Regions from separate parts of the Triticum aestivum genome. Here region 1 is linked to region 2. Evidence: chromatin contacts called from public Hi-C data. All regions are on one chromosome and are shown on one strand. The core of a region is the stretch at or near the end of the contact, and the rest is flanking DNA. Distances in the headings are between cores, read along the strand shown.

Region 1 (3,528 bases), core at 472-2,971, 670 kb after region 2:
TTTCCAAAAAAAAAAACAAGAGAGAACTGCAGAGATATTATTTCTTTTCTGTGGTGACAGATACAATGAGAATATGTCACTCCGCTATATTCATCAAGAGAATATATTCCAACTCACATCTATATTTATCATTACAAAAATTAACATAAGTTGCTGAAACTCAGTTATAGTCATCCATCGATCGGTTTCTGCATTTGCAGAATTAACAATTAAGAGATCCCCGAAAGGTTCCACACAATAACCGGTTTGCTTTTTATTGATTCAAATCATACCCCCTCTGTTTTTCTATACAAGGCCATTTCATAATTTGGGCTTAACTTTGATCATCAATTTGAGCAACAAAATATATGTTATATGCCAATGCTTTCTGTATATTTTGTTGCTCAAATCGATGGTCAAAGTTGGACCCAATTTACAAAGTGGCCTTGTATATAGAAAAATGGAGGGAGTAATTTACAGATAGGACGATGAACATAGCTAGTATGCATGACATACAGCTAAATAAATAAAAAACAGCACGAGCAATTTCCTTGGCTGTAGCTACATCCAGAAGGCCACTGGGGAGAAGGACGAGAGTTGCTTAGACACGCAACAGGAGGTAGTTTTCCTGTCTTTGATTTGCAGATTTCCCTCACGATCGTAGCTGAGACGAAACGTGGTCATGTTGAGCACGCAGCCACAAGAGTCACCAAAAGCATCCTGGAACCTAAACCATCGGCAGCCACACAATCAACAAGGAAAAACCTGGAGTTTCCATGTAGGTGAGAGTAGGCCCTCGCCCTCTAGCCAACTGATGCCATGGGCTCCACATCCTGTGCTCCTCGGCCATCTTCCATTTGGGCTGCTGCAATGTGCTGCTGCTACTGCTGAGGGAGGGAACTTGGCAGGAGCAGATGTAGCCATCTGGGTGTAGCCCAACCCATGCATCTAGCTCGGCGTCGAAGTAGCCTTCGAGTTCGAAAGGTAAGGTTACGCGCAGGTGACACTAGCCGGACGACAGGAGGGGTGCTTAGGTCAGGGCTGCCAGCGTCAAGCTTGCGGATGGTGAAGCCCCTGTGCCAGTCGTCTAGAACCAGATAGAGGCTCTTGTGCTTGTTGCCGCTGCGGTCATGGCAGCGGGACTCACCCTCCTCGCCCCGGCGTCGTCGCTTAGACATCCTACAAACCGGAGGGAAAAGATCAGCGCAATCGATCTGGTCTTGTGGGCGCCGGGGCGAATCTAGATATATAGAGCTCATACACCTCGAAACCAAATCGCGGACGGGGCGGGGCGGGGCGGGGCGCGCGAGAGCGTTTGTGTAGACGGGAGCACGAGTCTGTTTCGGAGTCGGAGTTGGTTCCGGGGAGGAGACAGGCGGCGCCGGAGAACGTAACGGGCCTCACCTCATCTCATCTCTGGCGAAACCCACGGCCTCCGTCTGATCCATACCGGCGGCGCCCCCCGTGGCCGCGCCCCATCGGCCACCACACAACCCACGACCGCCTCCCCAGATCCAGGCGGAGCTGCTGCGCTCGTGGGAGGAGGCCGGCGCCGCACGGAGGCTCGCGGACCGGCCGGAGAGCTTGGCCATTCCCGAGCTCGTGCGGGCACTAGGTTTGCTCTTCTTTTGGGAAACGTTAATCGGCGAACGTCTGCTAGGGGAGATTTCGCAGCGAACTACCTTTTGGCCATCAGATGAGGGCATGGCCAACGCGTCGCCTCAACTGGGTGCTCCGCAGACCACGTAGGTTCGGGTGTCAGGAAGGATTGCCTCGCAGTGTACTAGTGCTGCCTGCGGAAGAGGCGGGTGCTTAAGGAAAAAGCTAGAGAAAAAAAAAGGTCTGGCTTAGCAGCAGCCCATCGTTTGTGTCCTGGCTGATGCGTGTGTGAATGAGGAAGAAAAGGATGGATAAAGTAAGAGAGAGAGAGAGCAACATGGGACCCACATGCTGCTGCTGCTTTCGTTGGGTGGTATTATAGAAAGTGATGGCTCCGTACATACAAGCCTACATGGAGGGCATGAGACCACCGTATACTAATGCTTCCAGTGTTCATGCCCTGAAAAACACGGATCTTAAAGCAGCCTCAGGAGACACGTCAAAGAAACAAAGTTTCGCTGTGAAAGGCCCCTCTGGCGAACGTGTGCATGTCTATATCGAGACCACCGACAGGTCTTTGTCCCCACCCCTCCCGCGCATCGTAGAGAGTGAGAGAGAATGAACAAAGAGGAAAAAAGGGGGAGAGGTGATTAGTCCCTTTAATGATCGAGTAAAGGAGCAGAAATGATTCTCGTCTTTTTCTCTCAGAGATGACTCTAAGTTATCAAACCCGACTCTAAGTTATCAAACCCACGAGAGGAAGGTGCAAAGTTTCTACCAAGCTTCTACGAGAGAATTAATTTCAGTTTTTGACCGAATCAAAATCAAGTTGACACTCAAAACTCTTATAATAAAAATAAGCATGGGCATGAGGACTTATTCTTAAAGCCATATATTTGTGACGGGACCATTATGATCTTAATTTGTGCCCTAGAAGTCACACATCGAGATGTACTTGATATGTATCGAAGTAGGGGATGTGTCCAAATTACGTCTTGGCCGACGCGCGCCCTGTATCAAGAGTCAATTGTCCAACCGAACGCCCTATCCGACGCTCGGGGTTACCCGGTTATTAAGATAGAAATCAGACAAAAGCATTGGATGTTTAATGACTACACATCTTATATCCTCAAACATAGGTTCTGTGTTACCGTACTAAAGTTTTTTGTTATCGGTGTTCAGAATAACACATTACAGTCTCCCTACGCTTAGCCTCTCAGTGGCTCGTTCTCCATGATCCTAGGTACCTACATGGATGAAGAACACGAACAAGACAAGAGACAACTATGAAGAGATTTTATGTTACACATATGTGATGATAATTCAAAGTACTTCATGATCCCTCCAACAAATACATCGGGTTGTAGGGCTATGCCTCAACCATGACCTTACCGAACTACTCACACATGAAGATCAGATCATACGAAGAAATCATTAAAGAACACATCATGAAGGTTGATTGATTGATAATATGTCCTAGAATGGATGTCGGATGTGATATCCAATTACAAAGTATGGCTAGTTGGCTGAGTACTACGGTGGTGGAGACAGTGGCGGCTATGGAGATGTGGATGGGAAATGACGGTGGCTAGCGTTGTTGTGGATGACGAAGATGGAGGTTTCAGCGACGATTTGTGTTGTTTCTGGCATTGGCTCCTTCATGGTATTTGTAGCGGCGGATAAGAGAGTGCCCTTAGCAGGCCATACGACCGCTCACGGTTGTATGGAACGCCCTTTTTTGCTCTAGCTTATCTTGTGCACCTTCCATTTAATCTCTTCTATCTCCTCTTTACTTCTTTTCATGTATTGGTTTGATTTCGTCCATAAATAGCCCTTTTTCTATGGAAACAAAATAAAGATCAGATATTTGGAAACATTTGCATTCGTTAGTCATTAGTGGCGATATCTGAGCGAATACCTCGGTTTGAAGAAAAGTCTCAATTTAAAATA
Region 2 (3,862 bases), core at 944-3,443:
GATAGCTGTTGGACTGAATGGTCGAGTATGGGTATGCTTCTGATATAATCGTGTTTTTCTTTCTCTTTTGAAAACTTGGAAATTATTAATGCATGTTGTGCTTGTTAATTGCTTATATTACCCTATTTATGTCCTGTAGGTGAATGCTCCTTCGCCAAGTAATGTCATTGTTGTATCAAGTGCAATTAAAGAATCAGAATCTTATAGTCGCTTACAACAAAAAACCATGGTGGAAAAACTCCTGGCTAAACTGTCATGATGGTAAGTCAGCACATAGTTATTCAAACTTATAACGTGGGGTGGCACCTCATTCTCATTAGTGTGTACTGGTAAATACTCCCTCCGTATCAAAATATAAGACATTTTTTGACCATCATAGTGTTAAAAACGCCTTATATTTTGATAGAGGGAGTAATATATGACCAGTTTTTTCTCCTTGGAAAATGCATTGCACTGTGCTGAATATTTTGATTGCTGCAGTTCTCACTGAGCTTTATGCATTTGTCAACAGTGCACCTACGTCATGCATCCTGCATAAGGTGAACAACAGGATAACATCATTTTACATGTTTCAGAATTTATACAATTATTAAATAGACTTTTGAGTCGCGAATACATAGCTTCTACTTCCTCCGTTCCTAAATATAAGTCTTTTTAGACATTTCAAATGGACTACAAAATACGGATGTATGTAGACATATTTTAGAGTGTAGATTCACTCATTTTGCTCCGTGTGTAGTCACTTGTTGGAATCTCTAAAAAGACTTATACATTTGGGAGCGGAGGGAGTACATATGGTCAGCAGCATGCGAACCATTTGTACACTTAAATGTAGACTTCTTGATCGCAAATGTTAATTCTTCCCTTTTTTTTCTTCACTGGATCAATGGACACCGAGACATAACTATTGCTTCATCACGGAGCGATATCATAATCTATTCCACTGGGTTAAGGAGAAGATTGCACTGCATGTTTCATGTCTGCTGTTGTTGATTGAGAAGTGTTGGAAAATTTGACTGCATCTTCCCTTGCAGGGAGCAGGACATAATCAGGCACTGTAAAAGGATTCTGAATTATTGTTTGTCAAACGCGGCAGATGATTCTGCAACTGGAAAGATGGCTAGTCATTATCATGCACCTTACCAAGGAATAGTAGATGGGATGGCATGTAAAATAGACGCGTTAAAGTGGTTGGTGCTTTTTGATGATGCAGGGGCTAAAGCAACCGGTTGATTGGTAAACGTTCTAAATCACCGGGTGGATGTTGTACTTGCGGATACATGGTTTCTTAGCTTTGTAATATGCTACTGTAAGAGATTTGCACAAGGCTGCGTGTGCTGCTCTATTAGAAGATGATTGATGGATGTTACTCCTATATTTTATAAATTTATGGTGTGAAACTATCACACTGAGCTCTGTAAGCAAAATCAGCTGAAGTCCTGCTCAATGATATGGCGCATGATTTCACGTTTCTTGACACGAAAACGTAGCAGAACTGGTTTGTACTGATCCGGCAATTACAACTTTTAGACACTCGCTCCCGCGCCTGAGATGCGATCGTCCAACGGCTCGCAGGTGGCTCTGGAACATTTTACAAAGAAGCCCCTCAAAAGTTTAGGAATTGCGCGCAGGTACAGCAGCCTCTTAGATGCGTTGGATCTGAGATCCAACGGCCCAAAACCCGTATACCCTAGGTCTCGTTATCACCTGAAACTTTCCTGCAGATCACAAGCGCGCAAACGTGACGCCTCCCGATTCCCCAACAAACTGTCCACCCAAGCTCAAAAAAAAAAAAAACTGTCCACCCTCTCCGTCCCGCGCTGCGCCATGCACAGGCAGGTCGGCACCGTCCGCTTGCCCGAATGCCCAGCCGACACGCAGACACGGGACACGGAGTCCCAACGCACCGCCAGCCACGGCGCTCTCTCTTGATGCATTTTTTGCTTCCCGTCGGCACCTTCCGGGCCTCGGACTTGTCGTCCTTATCCCAAATTCTCTCTCGTTTTTTTTATATAGTTGAAATGAAATTCTGTCTCGCTTTTAAATCCCTTCCTTTCTTTTCTGTGCGACGGACGATGATGTGTATGGCATGCACGGCCCCTCTGACGGCGACGTGTGTGTGCACGCAATCTCGTTCTGAAACCGGCCGCGGCTGCGGCTTTCGATTCGCGTCGGACAACACAAGAGCATCAGCATCACGCGCCCATCGCTTGCTCGCCTTTCCCCTCCCTCTTCCCCCCCCCCCCCCCCCCCTCGGCTTCCCCTCGGCTCCAGCAAAGTTCCTCCAGTCCAGACTACTCCCGGTGAGCGCCCTTTCCCTCTTTCCCGACCTCGCTTCTCCGTGCGTTCGCGGCTGCTTTTCCCTAGCTGTCTGGCAGGCTGCCCACGAATTTCTTAGACAGAGATTAGTAGATTTCCCGGCCCCGGCCGGGGGAAGATAAGGATAGTCTCCTTCGGCGAGGTGGTAGCTTGTCTTCTTTTTCTTTTCTTTTTGCTGACAACGTGGTAGCTTGTCCTTGTACATGTTTGGTAGTTCGGTGGTTGCTGGTACTCCCTCCGTTGTTCACAAATAGTGTAAGATGTTTTGGTCTTTTGGATATTTCAATATGAACTACGTACCGACTGAAATGAGTGAACAAACGCACTAAAACGTGTCTATATACATCCGGTTCAGGAAATAGTTAGAATATCTTATACTCCCTCCGTCCCAAAATAAGTGTCTTGACCCCGTCGCAAAATAAGTGTCTTGACCTTAGTACAACTTTGTACTAAGACACTTATTTTTGGGACGGAGGTAGTATTTGTCGATGGAGGGAGTATGTCGAGTTGAGCTGATCTGTAATCCGAGTATCGGACTAATTATTATGTACTCCCTCCGTCTGGAATTACTTGTTTCACATAAATGGATGTATCTAGACATATCTTTAGTTATTGATATATCCATTTTTATCCATTTTTGTGACAAGTAATTCGGAATGGAGGGAGTAGGTGTTTACGTTTTTTTTGTTCCTCTAAAGCGACAAGTGACCACGGTCACTACCATTATCCCATTGATCGCGAGTTTGAGGCTTTGAGCAGTGGTTCATGGTCTATGGCAGCACTACTTTATATGTTTTAGATGATGTTGATCATTTTTTATTAGGATTGAAAAAAGCAAATCTGTTTAGTTTGACTAACTGATGCTTAACGCCACGTGCTGCTGCTGTTGGGATCTCCTGAAGCTGCTACATTTTAAAATAAATGAGTAAAATGCTGTCACTCTTTTCTCTGTTCCTAATTGTTTGGCAATTCTCAATTTCCAGGTTGGAATTAGGTCCCGCTGAGTGCCCCCAGCCATGAGTTGCGGGAGGTATACCATACCAGCTAGTCTCTTATTTTTCTGTATCTCAACTGTAGTTCTGCTACAACATTATGAGTTCATAACATTTTGACATGTGATGCTGATGGCAGATCTGAAAACACTACCAGAAAATGTAGGACGCGTTCAACACCTGGTGAAACGATGTATCTCCATACTGCCGATGCTAAAAAGATCACCCACTACCAATCTAATCTGCCAACAACAATGGATCGCGATATCGGTGCCTACCCTGTGAAGCACCACTTTCCATCTCCTATAGTTTCTTGGATAGAAGACCTTTCTAGCTTTGGCGATGCTCCTTTTAGCCATGATACTGAATACGTGGATGATCAATCAACACCTTCATTCGGGCAGTCTTCTGCATCTAACAATTTGCATGACATGCAAATAGTACGTTTTGTTTTCATTTCTCATCCCCTTCACTGAGTGTGTGCGCTTCCTAGGAGCATGTGAAGACAGTCAAGTTTTAGATAAGATCGCTGATGTATGTGTGTCTTGCAG

The links. A called contact is a pair of places that touch in the nucleus more often than the background predicts.
Region 1: a Hi-C map of leaf shows a contact between it and region 2, with 6 times the contacts expected there. The contact joins the promoter of LOC123065503 here to the promoter of LOC123070276 in region 2. A contact is called at or near these places in 2 of 5 Hi-C or Micro-C datasets (both in leaf).

What each region holds. Positions count from the first base shown.
Region 1 is chr3B:445,397,795-445,401,322 of IWGSC CS RefSeq v2.1, forward strand. It overlaps LOC123065503, which reads right to left and starts at 1,722. Exons shown (of 2, transcript XM_044488766.1): 1 at 1,384-1,722; 2 at 229-1,158. The coding sequence starts at 1,685. The coding sequence ends at 861.
Region 2 is chr3B:444,727,972-444,731,833 of IWGSC CS RefSeq v2.1, forward strand. It overlaps LOC123070276 (AMSH-like ubiquitin thioesterase 2), which reads left to right and starts at 2,194. Exons shown (of 9, transcript XM_044493393.1): 1 at 2,194-2,303; 2 at 3,303-3,349; 3 at 3,451-3,751. The coding sequence starts at 3,336. LOC123070275 (putative exosome complex component rrp40) reads left to right here. Exons shown (of 11, transcript XR_006433582.1): 8 at 1-31; 9 at 140-261; 10 at 481-539; 11 at 1,035-1,447.